2 separate regions of the Vulpes vulpes genome follow, and region 2 is linked to region 1. The links are chromatin contacts, called in public Hi-C maps. All regions are on one chromosome and are shown on one strand. Each heading gives the region's core, a stretch centred on a gene start, on an enhancer-like site or on the middle of the called end of the contact. The rest is flanking DNA. Distances are from core to core; before and after follow the strand shown.

What was found. A called contact is a pair of places that touch in the nucleus more often than the background predicts.
Region 2: a Hi-C map of skeletal muscle shows a contact between it and region 1, with 2.9 times the contacts expected there. The contact joins the promoter of LRRN4CL here to the promoter of SCGB1A1 in region 1. A contact is called at or near these places in 2 of 3 Hi-C or Micro-C datasets (both in skeletal muscle).

What each region holds. Positions count from the first base shown.
Region 1 is chr5:62,301,889-62,309,218 of VulVul3, forward strand. SCGB1A1 (secretoglobin family 1A member 1) reads left to right here and starts at 3,339. Exons shown (of 3, transcript XM_072757329.1): 1 at 3,339-3,487; 2 at 6,449-6,636; 3 at 7,213-7,330. The coding sequence starts at 3,433. The coding sequence ends at 7,245.
Region 2 is chr5:62,515,506-62,522,835 of VulVul3, forward strand. It overlaps LRRN4CL (LRRN4 C-terminal like), which reads right to left and starts at 4,520. Exons shown (of 1, transcript XM_072758274.1): 1 at 3,058-4,520. The coding sequence starts at 4,520. The coding sequence ends at 3,807. It overlaps BSCL2 (BSCL2 lipid droplet biogenesis associated, seipin), which reads right to left. Exons shown (of 13, transcript XM_072758257.1): 7 at 7,204-7,301; 8 at 6,937-7,078; 9 at 6,716-6,782; 10 at 6,465-6,551; 11 at 6,294-6,374; 12 at 5,059-6,136; 13 at 3,058-4,526. The coding sequence ends at 5,994.

The DNA of each region.
Region 1 (7,330 bases), core at 2,089-4,588:
TAAAGCTTCAGGACCCCGTTGTGATGCCCTGACCCGATGGCCCCAGAAGGAGTGGACGAGGAAGAGAAGACCCTAGGTGGTAGGCTGACCAATCCTGAAAGGCCCTTAGAGAACAGCGAGGGGGCACCATCAGAGTTGTGTCCAAGCCCATAGACTTGGTGGTGGACATGGGGCCATGCCAAGATGACCTCAGGGAGGGTGAGGCATCAAAGACGTGTCTCTAGGCTATGTGACCATTTGGGTGGTGAGGTCATTTGCTAAGATATGGATGGAATCCTGGGGAGAGGTCTACCAGGCTTAGAAGCAAAGATCATGAGTTTGACTTTGTAGAAAGTGAGTTTGAAGGCCTTTGAAAAATTGAGATGACGGTGTCTAACAGGCATTGGATGGTCAAGGCTGCAGCTCTAAGTCCTCTACAACCCTCTCTGCCTCAATTTCCGTGTCTGTATAGTGAGTGTGCTATCTACACTGACGTGTAGATAAAAATAGGGAGTTGTCTTAGCGTAGGAAGTAACTGAAGCTATGAGCGCAGATGAGATGCCCAGGGAGAGAGTACAGAGGAGGGAGAGAGGGAAAGGAAGAAGGAACACAGATGAACAGGGGAACCGGGAAAGGAGCCTACAGAGAGAGATGGCGGGAACAAAAACAGGACACGCACGGTGCCCGCGCCACAAACTGTGGAGAACAGCGTACACATATGAGAGGCACTTAGTCATCAAAATCATAGAGACAGACAGTAGAATGGGGACTGCCACCGGTTGGGGACGAGAGGGAATTAGTGTTCAATGTGGACAGTTTCAGTTTTGTAAGATGGAAAGAGCTATAGGGTGGACGGTGGGGACGGCTGCACAGCGTGAATGGATTCAGGCACTGAACTGTACACACACTTATAGTAAAGATGGTAAACTTTGCATTATGTGCATTTTAACACATTCTCTAAAAGCATTGAAAGAAGAAACCCCTTCCAGAGCTTCCCAGGACTATGAGCATAAAGGCCTGCGTGATCTGGACTCCTACCCTCCCAGGGCCGGTACGCCTGGTCCCGGCTCCCCACTGCAGGCACAATAGCCCATTTGTGTTCCGCGAACATACCCTGGTCCTTCCTACCTGAGGGCCCCAGTGCTGGGTGTCCCCTCTGCCTAGATGCTGTGCTGTGGGTCACCATGGAGTCACCAGCTTGGCTTGGAGCAACTGCCCCCGGACTCCCCCACCTAAGTGGGTCTCATCTATTCTCTACCCCGCATCCTGCTTCCTTCTCTCCTAGCACCAAGCGCCGCTGCAATTATGTCATTGGCTTCACTGCCTGCTTGCCTGTCCCAGCCACCAGCGCAAAGTTCCACAGTGTCAGGGACCTGGGCCTGCCTCAGCCATCACTGCTTCCCTGCTGTGGGTTGGTGGTTCCATGGAAGCTACTGTTAGGGATAGTAACTGTTCAGGGAAGGGGCAGAAAGGGCGGAGGGAAAGCTGGCCTGCAATGCACCTGCAGTGAGGGCCTGGCAAAGTCTCAGCCAGCTGGGCAGGAAGCTGTGGAGTCAGAGTCACTCACGGGAGTCATTCTGCACGGTGCAGAAGTGCCCTCCTTGCTTGGTCACCAGAGGGGAGCAGCCTCAAGAAGGGTGTGACCTTGAACGGGACAGCTTTCTGGGCCTGGGAAGACCCCAAAGTGACGGGGATCTAGTGGCTCTCTGCTGACCACACTCCTCACGGTCAGGTGACAAGCTCCAGGCAGTGCTTCTGTATATCTACCTCAATCCCCACCCCTTAGGATAATGCTTGGCACATAGCAGGTGCTCAGAATGAATGAATGGACATTTGATTGAATATTGAAGTACAGACAAGATTTGGAGAAGTAGACAAGACAGGAGATATATATTCCAGGCATGAGGCATCCTTTGTGCAAAAGTAGAAAGACATGAAGAAAAACATGGGATGGGGCTCCTGGGTGGCCCAGTCCATGAAGTGTCTGCCTTCAGCTCAGGTCATGATCCCAGGGCCCTGGGATTGAGCCCCACATCAGGTTCCCTGTTCAGCGGGGAGTCTGCTTCTCCCTCTCCCTCTGCCCATCCTCCAGCTCCTGCTTGCTCACTTGCTCTCTCTCTTTCTTGCTCTTTCTGTCAAATAAATAAATAAAATCTTAAAAAAAAAAAAAAAAAGGAAAACATGGGATGTTCCTGAATCCACAAATACTAAGACAGAGTCAAATCACTATGTGGGGAAGTAGGGAAAGAGGCTCAAATGATAAGCAAAGGCCAGTGGACAAGGACCTTGTAGATCACACTTGAATTTTATACTGTTGGAAAAGAGGACGATTTCAAAGGGTTTGTTTTTTTTTTTTCAAAGGTTTTTAAGAAGGAGAATTGACATGATCAGCAGGTTTTAGAAAGATCATTCAGCTGGCCTTCCTGCAGATGGCCAAGGAGGGCAAGCTAGGGACGGGAAGCTGTTAGGAGTTGGGTCTGGCCAGCCCAGGCCTGTGTCCTAAGTCACAGGCACTGGAGAAAGAAGGGAGCAGCTGTAGGTGTGGCCTCTGGAGGGCAAAAGGGGCTGCAACCAAAGTCTGGAACCGTTCCACAGGTAAGCACAGTCAGTAAAAAAGCAAACATTTGAAGAACAAGGATGATCATGGAGGAAATCAGGAAAGAACAGGGCCGTGGGAGTGCAGGAGAGAGAACAGTTCAAGAAACAAAAGGTCAAAAAGGTCAAAGCCATGAAGAGGGCAGGTGAGATAAGGCCTAAAGTGCCCATGGATTTGGCCATCAGGAGGATAAGACATGAGAGCCGCTTCAGGCGGACACAGAGTCAGCCTGAGGCAACACATTCTCCAGTCTGATCTGAGGCTTGGGTTTCTCGGGGGCTTTCCAGAGCAAGGCTTTATCTGTCTGCGTGTTTCTGTCCAGGGTCGCCCTGAAGCCTGACCACAGAGATGGATGCTCTGGTCCACGTGACCCTCCAGCTGCAGTGGGAGGAGCCCAGGGGAGCATCAGGAGTCCCAAGCTATGTGTAAGGGGCCTCAGGCCTCAGTCTTTCCTGGGGTGATAGGTCCAGGTGGACTCTGCAATTGCCTGGACTGCTCAGGGCTCAAGTTCAATGAGTGTGGCACAGGTAGCCGGGCCTCCATACCCTCTGGCCTAGGTCCTCTTGTGGCTTCCACTTGGCACTCCGGGTTTCCTGCTGTCCAAGTGCCTCATTTGTGTGAGGTCAGTTCCAATGAGGAAAGCCACAGGGTTGAGAAAAGAGAATATTTACCTTTCCCACCACGCTGATACCCAAGTAAATAGTGTGGTCCCATCTATGGAGCCCAGGCCCCACCCCTTTCCCTCCCTCCAGGTACAGCCTGGAGCATTTAAGAAGGCACCCCAATGAGCATGTCTCACATAAGACCACCGGGTCCAGAGACAGGCCAGGGCCTCCTTCGCCAGCCTCCTGCCCACCATGAAGCTCGCTGTCATCCTTGCCCTGGTCACCCTGGCTCTCTACTGCAGTCCTGGTGAGTTCCCAGAGACCCCTCCCCCAGGCCAGGCTCAGGAACCCTTCCTGCACCCACCCTGGTTCTGCTTAGGACAGGGGGCAGCTGTTTAGCTGGAATGCTGACTTCCAGCCAAGAAGCCGGGTCTGCGAACAGGCCTATCTCGGGTACTTGGGGAGCACACTGAGCCGGGGAGGAAACCTGGAAGGGATCCCATCTTCCATAGCCAACAACTCAAGAATGACAGGGTCAAAACAGACTAGAGGCTGGAATGGAGGAGATCCCATATGGAGATTCCGATAGGAATAATAATGAGCTCCTCAGAGCCCAGTCTTGGAGAGAGCCCAAGATGCCAAGAGACCTTGGTACAGTGCTGCCTTCACATTTGGGGTCTTCACACCACTCTGGCGGCCAAAGGGGCTAGAAGGAGCTACAGAGCCTCATGTCTCCAAAAGAAATCCAAGCTAAGGCAAGATCTTCCATTCTGGGCTTAGAGGAATATTCTAGAAAGGGATCTTCCCTTTGGGAAACTGCCAAACCAGAGTAGAGTTTTCTAAACATTTTTGTCCTCTGCCAAAAAGATTAGGAGTCTCTGAATAGTTGCAGCTGTCACTACGAGGGAAGGAATGAGGAGAGAGAGGGAGGGAGAGAGAGGGAGAGAAGGAGGAAGAGAGAAAGAGAGGGAGAGAGAGAGAGAAGGAGGAAAAGGGGGGGGGTAGAGAGAGAGAGAGCAAGGGGGATCCCACCTCTCTCAACCTCCGTGATCTTTTGGGAATTGGTTTTTACTCTGTATCAGCCTCTTCTACTGCTTTTAATAAACAAACACAAACAAAAAGGTTTTGGGGGTTTTGTTTTTTGTTTTTTTAGCCAATTTCAATTAATTCCCTTTGAAAGTATCATGACATCCATGGCGGTAGGTCTGATGACCCTGGGGGTTGGTGGCAGGAGAGTTGGAAAACCAAAACCAAGATGCACTGGGGACAACTATTGTACAGAGATATTTGTCTTTAAGGGGAAATAACATCATTTTGGACTGACATGTACAGTTGACCCCTGAACAGCATAGGGCTTCAGCGTGCTGACTGCCCCCCACACATTCAAAAATCTGCCTATAACTTTTGACTTTTAACTACTCCTAGCCTGCTCTTGACCAGAAACCTTACTAATAATCGTTGATTAACACATATTTTGTATGTTATATGTATTATATACTGTGTTCTGACAATAATACCCAACTTTTTCTTAGTGTTTTTCATTTTTTCTAGGCTATCCAGTTCATTCGTGAGTCTTTCCAAATTGTCGCAAATCTCAAAAAAGATTTCCTTTTTTTTTTTTTTAATATTCTTTGGGGTATTTAGTTTTTTTTTTTTTAAGATTTATTTATTTATGATAGACATAAAGAGAGAAAGAGAGGCAGGGACACAGGAGGAGAAAGAAGCAGGCTCCATGCCGGGAGCCCAACGTGGGACTTGATCCAGGGACTCCAGGATTGCGCCCTGGGCCAAAGGCAGGCACTAAACTGCTGAGCCACCCAGGGATCCCCTCAAAAAAGATTTCCAACACATCTATTGAAAAAAATTCACATGTAAGGGGCCCCAGGCAGTTCAATCCCATGTTGTTCAAAGGCCAATTGTACATTAATTAGATCTCAGTGCTGTGCCTAGAGCAGGCGGCTCAGCAAGGTGGGGCTGAAATATGTTAGGGGGTGGATCTGGGATGCATGTGTATACTTGTCTGTGCACACAGGTAATAATAACAATAATAATATCGCCCATTTATTCAGCACCGACCATGTGCCAATCACTATTCTGAACCCCTTTTCATTCTTAACAATAACCCTGTGAAATTGGGATACTATTCCCATTTTACAGATGAGAAAGTGGAGCCACATAAAGATAAATTACTTTGCCAGGTGACATAGTAAGTTGCAAAGCAGGACTCTAAGTTCTGGAGGGCATCTGACTTGGAGTGGCCACTTTGGGGTCCCTGGAGTCCAAGGCAGGGAAGCGGAAACTTTGCACACATGGCAAAGAATTCCAGAATGGAGACTGAGACTCAAGGCATAGGAACCAGTGACTGCCCCACATGTTCCTGGGGCAGGGGCCTAAAGGGGGAGCACAATCCAAGGAGCACTCCAGGCGGAGGGAACATAGTAGGGCCAGGCATGGACACGGAGGCTTGTGGGCAGGTGAGTAAGTGCACCACAGGGACCCAGAGCTCATGGAGGAAGCCTCTTCTGGGCCAGCTCAGGGGCTTGCACTTGGCCCATGCAAGTACTTCTTTCTGTGTGGCCCGACTGCCCCATGCATCCCTGTACCAGCCACCTCCCCACCCCCATGGCAAGTGGCTCAGACCATCACTAACCATTGGTAAGAGGCATGTTACTGGCAGAACAACAACCAGAAACCCTCGGTAGCCTCTTCCCAAACCCCACATTACGTAAAAGATCAGATCAGCAACTTCTTTCATCAGTGCTCTGCCTAGAACTCTAACAGAAAGAACAAATGTGGGGGGGGGGGAGCCCAGGTGGCTCAGCGGTTTAGCACCACCTTTGGCCCAGGGTGTGATCCTGGAGACCTGATCGAGTCCCACATCAGGCTCTCTGCAGTGAGCCTGCTTCTCTCTCTGCCTGGCTCTGTCTCTCTCTCTCTCTCTCTCTTTCTCTGTGTGTCTCTCTCATGAATGAATAAATAAAACCTTTAAAAAAAGAAAAAAGGAAAGAAAGAACAAATGCACCCCGCCCCACCCCCACCCAGGAAGTGCAAGGAGGGTAAGCCACGAAAGGCTGGCTGCAACCCCAGGAAGTCTCCCCACAGTGCCAAGGAGCACCAGCAGACCTACATTCAGCGCCATCCCAGCAACTAGAAAAGCGCTACCTCCTGCTGACAGGCCCCCCTGCTTACATCTGGGGCAGGCCCAGCCAGGGCCCGGCCAGCTTGGAAAGGGGCCTGACACATGTACTCTCTCTTTTCCCTGCTTCAGCTTCTGCAGAGATCTGCCAGAACTTTCTAAATGTCATCAAAGCCCTCTTCCTGGACACGCCTTCCAGTTACCAGGCTGCACTTGAATTTTTCAACCCAGACGCAGACATGAAAGATGCAATGATCCAGCTGAAGAGTCTGGTGGACACCCTCCCCTCAACCACCACCGAGAACATCCTAAAGTTCACGGTACACAGCTCCCTTCATTCATGCTGCTTAGCAGTGGGTCCCCACTCCCTACCCTCCACCCCACCCCACCCCACCCTGGTCCCTGGGCTATACAGCCTTGCCGCATTTCTACTGACCCCTTTCTAATCCAGAGAGGAGAGTCCTGGTGCACATATTCCTCCAGGAAGCAGATTCAGTCATCTTACTTTTTTTTTTTTAAGATGTTTTTATTTATTCATTTGTTCACGAAAAACACAGAGAATGGCAGAGACACAGGCAGAGGGAGAAGCAGGCTCCCTGCAGGGAGCCTGATGGGGGACTTGAACCCAGAACCCCAGGATCAGGACCTGAGCCAAAGGCAGATGCTCAACCACTGAGCCACCCAGGTGCCCCAATACTCTTACCCTTTTTAAGAGGCTTCCAAGAAATAATCAAAACTCTTACAAGCTTAGCTCTTCCTAGAGCTACTGAACCTCTGAATTGACATTGAAGTTTCTGCATGTAGACATCTTGGCCTAACTTTGAGGTTTGCTCACCATTGTATTGGGATGTTTGTTTGTTTGTTTGTTTGTTTGTTTGTTTGTTTGTTTGTTTTAGGGGGCAGTCATAAAAAGCCCAGAGTGTGCTTAGGGTTTAGAAGCTGAAGATCTCCAACTGCTGAAGCTCCTGCTGCTCCCCAGATGCTTCTTCCACTCTGTCCCCAGCCTGGCTCCCC
Region 2 (7,330 bases), core at 3,270-5,769, 210 kb after region 1:
GGTGTTTCATCTCCTACCTCTTGCTGTTAACCTTTGCCTATTGCAAGGCAGGCCCTGCTCTTCTAGGCCTTTGCACCTACCAGTCCCCCTGCTTGTGACATCCTGCCTCTTATGTGGGATTGGTTAACTCCCAATCCTGAGACTGGACCCCCCCCCCCATTGGCTTTATTTTTTTAATAATATATTTTTTTTTAAGATTTATTTATTATTCATGAGAGACACAGGCAGAAGGAGAAGCAGGCTCGATGAGGGACTCAATCCCAGATCCTGGGATAACGACCTGAGCTGAAGGCAGGCGCCCAAACTCTGAGCTCCCCAGGCATCTCCTACAGTTACTTTATAAGGAAATCTTGCTTTAACCACCCCCTTTCCACCTGCCACCTCCAATATTGACTCCGTTAAACATTTATCCCCGTATTGTGTGGTCCTTGATTACTTACCCTAATGCGCTAGAGACTTTTTATGTGATTAATGCATATTTAATAATCACAACAATCTATGTGATTATACTACTATTAGTCACAGGAAACACATACAGAAAAAGGAGATAAATTTACCTACGGTTACAAAGCTGGTAAGTAGCCAAGCCAGAATCCACACACCCATGCAGTGTGCATTCACTAAACCACTATGCTGTGTTGCCTCTCCATACTGGAGTGAAGAACTTCAGCTTTGAAGTTGGGCATCCTAACTCACCTCCTTACTGGTGTATCTTTAAACCATTTAGAATGTCAGAGTTCTCATTTCCTTCCAGGTGATCTCTTTGAAAGAATGTGAAGATGGGACGCCTGGGTGCCTCAGCCCTTGCGCAGCTGCCTTTGGCTCAGGGCGTGATCCTGGAGTCCTTGGGATTGAGTTCCTGCATCGGGCTCCCTGCGGAGAGTCTGCTGCTCCCTCTGCCTGTGTCTCTGCCTCTCTCTGTGTCTCTCATGAATAAATAAAATCTTTAAAAAAAGAAAAAGAAAAAGAGGGCAGCCCAGATGGCTCAGTGGTTTAGCACGGCCTTCAGCCCAGGGTGTGATCCTGGAGACCTGGGATCGAGTCCCATGTCAGGCTCCCTGCTTGGAGCCAGCTTCTCCCTCTGCCTGTGTCTCTGCCTCTCTCTCTCCTCTGTCTCTCCTGAATAAATAAAATCTTTTTTTTTTTTTTTTAAGAAAGATTGTGAAGAGTAAATGAGAAGGCATACAGAGCAAGTCTTGAATAATGAGAAAGCAGGGCCCTCATTTGCAAATGAATACTGAGGAAAAGGGGGAAGCAAATAAAACAGGGACACAGTATTCACTATAATGTGGTCTTAGAATACATGTATTTTTTTTTTTAAAGATTTATTTATTTATGAGAGAGAGAGAGAGAGAGAGAGAGGCAGAGACATAGGCAGAGGGAGAAGCAGGCTCCTTGTAGGAGCCTGATTCAGGACTTGATCCCGGATCCCGGGATCACAACCTGAGCCCAAAACAGCTGCCCAACCACTGAGCCACCCAGGCATCCCATAATACACATATTTTAAATTTATCTTGAGCTCTAATGGTTAAAAAAGAAAATAATCAACTGTATAGTATTAAATACACAAACGTGAAGGATACACAAAGATACCCGTAGCAGACACTGAAGACAAATGTTCCAGTAAAGAGCGATGGCTTTGGTCCTTTAAGGAGCATCCTCCTAGGGAAAGTTGCACAGCCTTTAACATAACCAAGGAGGCTATGAATTACCAACGTGGAACACTGTCCATCATCTACTGTGAACAAAGAAAAGAAGAGCATTGAGGGACACCTGGGTGGCTCAGCGGTTGAGCATCTGCCTTTGGCTCAGGACATGGCCCTGGGGTCCTGGGATCAAGTCCTACCTCAGGCTTCCTGCACGGAGCCTGCTTCTCTCTCTGTCTCTCTCTCTCTCTCTCTCTCATGAATAAATATATAAAATCTTAAAAAAAAATACATTGGCATTGAATAAAAATCTGGGGGAATTTTCCTTTGTATTCTTCAGCAGTACTTGAAATTCATATAACTGTCAATTCTGTAATTAAAAGTTATAAACCACAGCAAAAAAAAAAAAAAAAAAGTTATAAGACCAGGGGCAGCCCAGGTGGCTCAGCGGTTTAGCGCCAACTTCAACTCAGGGCGTGATCCTGGAGTCCTAAGATTGAATCCCATGTCAGGCTCCCTGCATGGAGCCTGCTTCTCCCTCTGCCTGTGTCTCTGCCTCTCTTCTGTGTCTCTCATGAATGAATAAATAAAATCTTATTTTAAAAAAGTTATTTGGATCTGAATTTTAACTATTGCTGAATAAATAATCAATGCATAAAAAAAAAGTTATAAGACCAGCAAAAGTGAGGATTATACTCTCTAGCAACTCAGGCTTTTCTATATCCAGTTGGTTTATTTTTTATTTGTTAAAGGTTTTCTTTATTTATTTGAATAATAGGGGTAGGGGCAAAGGGAGTGAGACTCTCCAGCAGCCTTCACACCCAGCACAGAGCCCAAAGTGGGGCTCGCTCTCATGACCCTGCAATTATGACCTGAGCTGAAACCAAGTCTGACACTCAATTGAATGAGCCACCCAGGCACCCCTACATCCATTTTATTTTTTAAAAGATTTTATTAGAGGGGATCCCTGGGTGGCGCAGCGGTTTGGCGCCTGCCTTTGGCCCAGGGCGTGATCCTAGAGACCCGGGATCGAATCCCACGTCAGGCTCCCGGTGCATGGAGCCTGCTTCTCCCTCTGCCTGTATCTCTGCCTCTCTCTCTCTGTGTGTGACTATCATAAATAAATAAAAATTAAAAAAAAATTTAAAAAAATAAAAGATTTTATTAGAGAGAGAGGGGGGCGGACAGAGACACAGGCAGAGGGAGAAGCAGGTTCCATGCAGGGAGCCAGACATGGGACTCTATCCCAGGGCTCTAGGATCACGCCCTGGGCTGAAGGCGGCACTAAACCACTAAGCCACCGGGGCTGCCCCATCCAGTTAATTTAATTATAAATTCAAAAGTATACACTTCTCTGAAAAATAGGTGCGTGGACAGGAAAATGAAAAGGATCGTGAAAAATGAAAATATCTTCCTTTTATATTTCCTTTAATGTTGGTACAGTGGATATACAACAAACACAGATTTAGGGAAAGTGGGGGAAATCCTTGGATCTGGGAAATGCCTCAGAAAGCAGTTAGGCAGTCTGTGGTTCTCCAACCCATGTAATTTATCTCCACCCACTTCAGACAGGTGGATTCAGACTCAGGTGTGCCCATACTCTAGATCTAAATAAAAGGTAAAAGAGGAAGTAGTCTTGTCCCAAACTCCTATCCTGCAGCAGCTTGTTCTCAAAAATCCCACCAAAGCCACCAAGGTGACCGGGCCCTTTGGAGGGTATATGGCAGGGATTGGGATCAGCTAACTACAGCCAACAGGCCTAATATAGCCAGGGCCTGATTTGTAGGGCCGATGAGCTAAGAATGTTTTTTACGTATTTACATGATTACATGGCTATAGAAGTACCTACAAATCACCTTTGATTTTGTCCTCTGGAAACGCAAAGCCTACGTTGTTTACTATCTGGTCCTTTAAGTAAAAAGTTGCAAGCTTCTCTGCTCCTTTCCAACCCTCAGTGTGGAGCAGAACGGAGAGTTTGGGGCCTGAGCAAGCTCTCAGGCTAAGCACTGAGACTCAGTTGTGGCCCAGGCACCTGGCCTTCTACTCTGCCATCTGGGCTGTTCTGGGCAGCAGCGGCAACCACCTCCTCCCAAGGAGTCCAGGCCGAACTCTCCTCTCCAAGCCCAGACTCAGCCAGGCCTAAGAGGCCCCCAGGTTGCTTCAGAGCCCTGCTGTTGGTAGGGAGGCTGCGCGGTGGGGGCAGCCCCAGCGCTCACGCAAGCAGAAGTGCCAAACCAGAGCAGAGCAAGTCAGCAGGGCCAGAACTGTGCCCACCCCAACAGCTGTGTGGACCAGGGTCAGGGACCTGGGGGGCACGGCCAGCCTGCCGCAGGGCCCGAAAGTAGGGCCACTCACCCCATCAAGGCCTTCCCCACCTGCCTCTGGCACGCTGCTTTCTCCAGCTCCATTTGCAGCCACCACGCAAACGACATAAGTGCCCCCAGGCTTCAGCCTCTTCAGTTCTGCTCTGCGGGCTGTAGAGTTGAGGGGGGGCCCCTTCTGGGCAGCCCCACTGCCTTCCCAAAGCAGCAGCCAGTACTGGTGGACCGGGGAGGAGGGGGCACACCAGTGCACCAAAGCGCTGCCCGTCTCAGCCACCACGTGCACTTCTCCCAGGCGCGGAGGGTAAGGTGGCTGGGCAGGGCTGGAGAGCCCAGGGCACAGGCAGGCCCTGGGTGCGGCCCTCTGCAGCTCCTTGCATGGCACCTGCATGTGGCGGCAACTATCGTAGTCACAGAGGACAGCAGGCAGAGGCGGCCGTAGTGTCTCATCTTCCTCCTCCTCCTTAAAGTCTTGAAGGGTCAAGAGCTGTGATCTGGCCACTAAGGAGAAGGTGAGAGCCAGGAGCCACAGAAGGCAGGGAGAGCCCAGCATTGGAGTCTGGAAGGGAAGGAGTTGGAGAAGTCAAGACCGCCCAGACCCCATGCCTTCTGCCCCCCTCCCCCCAACAAAACCAGGGAAGCACAGCTGGGGGCAAAGAAGAGGACAGGAAAGCAAAGAAAAGGACACAGACATGCTGATTTGTCAACCAACTTCTCAACGGGCTATGGACTTGTTGGTTGGTTTTGGGTGAAACAAATGCAGGCTGACCTGAGAGATGGGTGTGCGATTGGCAATGGGTGAAGTACCAGAAACAGTTAATGAATAAACAAAGTGCTGGAGGGCAAAAAAAGAGGATTTACTCAGCCTGGGGAAGAAAGGTAGAATTATTCCCAGCTGCCACTCAAAGGACCGATCTCAGTAAAAACAATTATACTGAAAAACCCAAAGGGAGACAGAAACAAAAAAGAAGAGATGGAATAGAAGGGGAAAATCTGCGGACCTGGACCGTTCCCCATCTATCAAAGGAGCTCCAGTCCCTGCCGCCCCCCACCTGCCATCCCCTTCCCCTGGCCCCCAGTAGCCCCCTCACCAGCGGGGAGGTCTCCCAGCAGTGCAGATCTCAGGCCAGAGGTCTGTGGGTGAAAGGCTAGGGTGTCCCCAGGAGCACGGGCTACACGGGTAGGTTTTGTCTTCAATTGTTTTGGCTTGAAGCTTTTATACCCTTCCATGATGATGTCACCACCTAGCCCCCCTGCCCTGCACCCCCCCTTTCCCGGTGAATGCCAAGAAGCCGGCTGGTCCCTTCAGAGAGCCTGAGTCATGGGGCTGGGGCTGGGGGGAGCCACAGGCAGCTGCTGCATCTGGAGGCCAGGATGCCTGGGTTTGGAGAGGTGGGCGGAATGTGGAAAGCAGCCAGGAGCGGGAGAATCACAGGGCTGAAGCTATGTGTGTGTGGGGGAGGGAGGCGGGGGGGGGGGGGGGGGGGGGGGGGAGGTGAGGAGAGGGCCACCTGGCTGCAGTTGGGGGTTGGAAAGTAGCTGTGACAGCATGGGGCCTGGGCTCCAAAATGTGGTTTCGGTAAAAATCATACCACATCCAGGGCAGTCATTTCCTGTCTTCTGCCTCCCAATGGACAGAGAAAGGGTGGGGTACAGAGGCCAGAATGATGCAGCCCAGCTCTCCAGACCCGCCCTCCTCGATCCCCCTCTCCAGTCACGTGGAGGCAGTGGGCAAGAGAGGTTTTCTCTCCTTTGACTTCCTAGGCTTCTGAATGGAAACAGCTGTATAACAGGCCAGGTCTGGAGGCCTTCCCCACCGGCCGGCCCTCCAGCAAGACAACCTCTTCCACTGCTGGGTGGCGGGGAAGGTGCCAGGGCAATGCAGCGTTTTCACAAGGCCCTGAATCCATTTCAAGGAGTCAGGGAAGCAGTGGCCATGAAAATAGTTTATTGGGGGAACCACAGGACAGGGGAAGAGTTGTCAAGTGAGAAAAGGCTGGAATGTGAGGACTCTGTCCTGTTCTCTTCAGGAACTGGAGCAGGTGGGGCGCTGTCGAAGACTGCCCACAGAGGGTTCAGAGCTGCCCAGAGTTTCTGGGGCAAGGGCATGGGTAGGAGCAGGCAGGTTGGCCTCCGTCAGCAAAGCTGCATCTTCCCAGGAGCCTGAACCTGGGCCAGAGGAGGGAGAAACAAAATCCCAAATGGGACATTAAGTAACCAGGGGCTCTTCAACCCCCTCAGTCAATATAATCTCCTCCCCACCGACATGCCACCTCCACTCCACCAGACCCCCCATGCCAAGCACCCCTCACCGAGCACCCCTCACCATCACTGGCCTCTGGCTCCAGCTCCTCCTCTCCATTCAAGGGCTGCGGATCTGGTTTCTCCTCCTCAGGGAGCTGACCCTCTGCAGCCACGGGGAATGCAGAGGTCAGGCTAAGAGGCTAAAGGGGACAACTGAAGACAGCGAGGGCAGGCGGGTGAGCTGTTACTGTACCTGCCCCTGGGGGATCTTCAGGGCTCTCACCGTCCTCTGTGATGTCTGACAGCTGTGTTGACTCCTCCTGGCCTTGGGGCTCTGTGCCTCCAAAGTGGGTAGAGGACAGGGTAGGGCTAAAGCAACTGCACGCAGGCAGCAGTGCCAAGCTCACCTCCTCCGGTCTGCCTATCCTCTGACCCTTAGCCCAGCTGTGAGGGCCTAAAGCTTCATCCTGGGTAACATAGGAAGCCCCCTCCCATCATGTTTACCTGGATGATGGGCTGAGATCCTTCGCTGTACTGGCTTCTGGGAACTGTCTCTTTTTCGGATGTTTACCTGCGAAGGGGAAACTAGTGAGCAGTGAGGTTCCCCACCCCACCCCCGCTGTGATCTGGACCTTTAACACCCGAGGAGCATCCCCATCATGCCCCAGCCCACTCCTTAGTACAAGAAGGATGATGAAGGGGAGAAGAAGGAAGTCCTTTGTGACCTGCAAGGAGAAGCGGTGTCGGGGCCAGATGCCCCCCCACACCCACTGCATATAGCTGAAGAGCACAATGACACTCAGGAAGGTGAAGTTGCTGGCGATGCCTACGAAGGCGCAGGTCATCGGGAAGTTGTACAGCAGGTACCTGAGGCAGGAAGAGGCAGTTACCAGAGAGCACTAGCCTTCTCACTTCCCAGAAGTCATTTCTAGGAAAATTCAAGTTAGTTTCACTTAAGGACAGCCCCCATACGAGCTGCAGTGGTTCCTCACCTAAGCCCGGTGAAGTGGGCATGGATGCGGAGGTAGGCTCCGTACATCTGGATGCGCTTGCTGTGGATCTCAATAATCGCTCCAGTAGTTGGCACATACTGCAGAGGGCAGGGCACTGAGTGTCAGG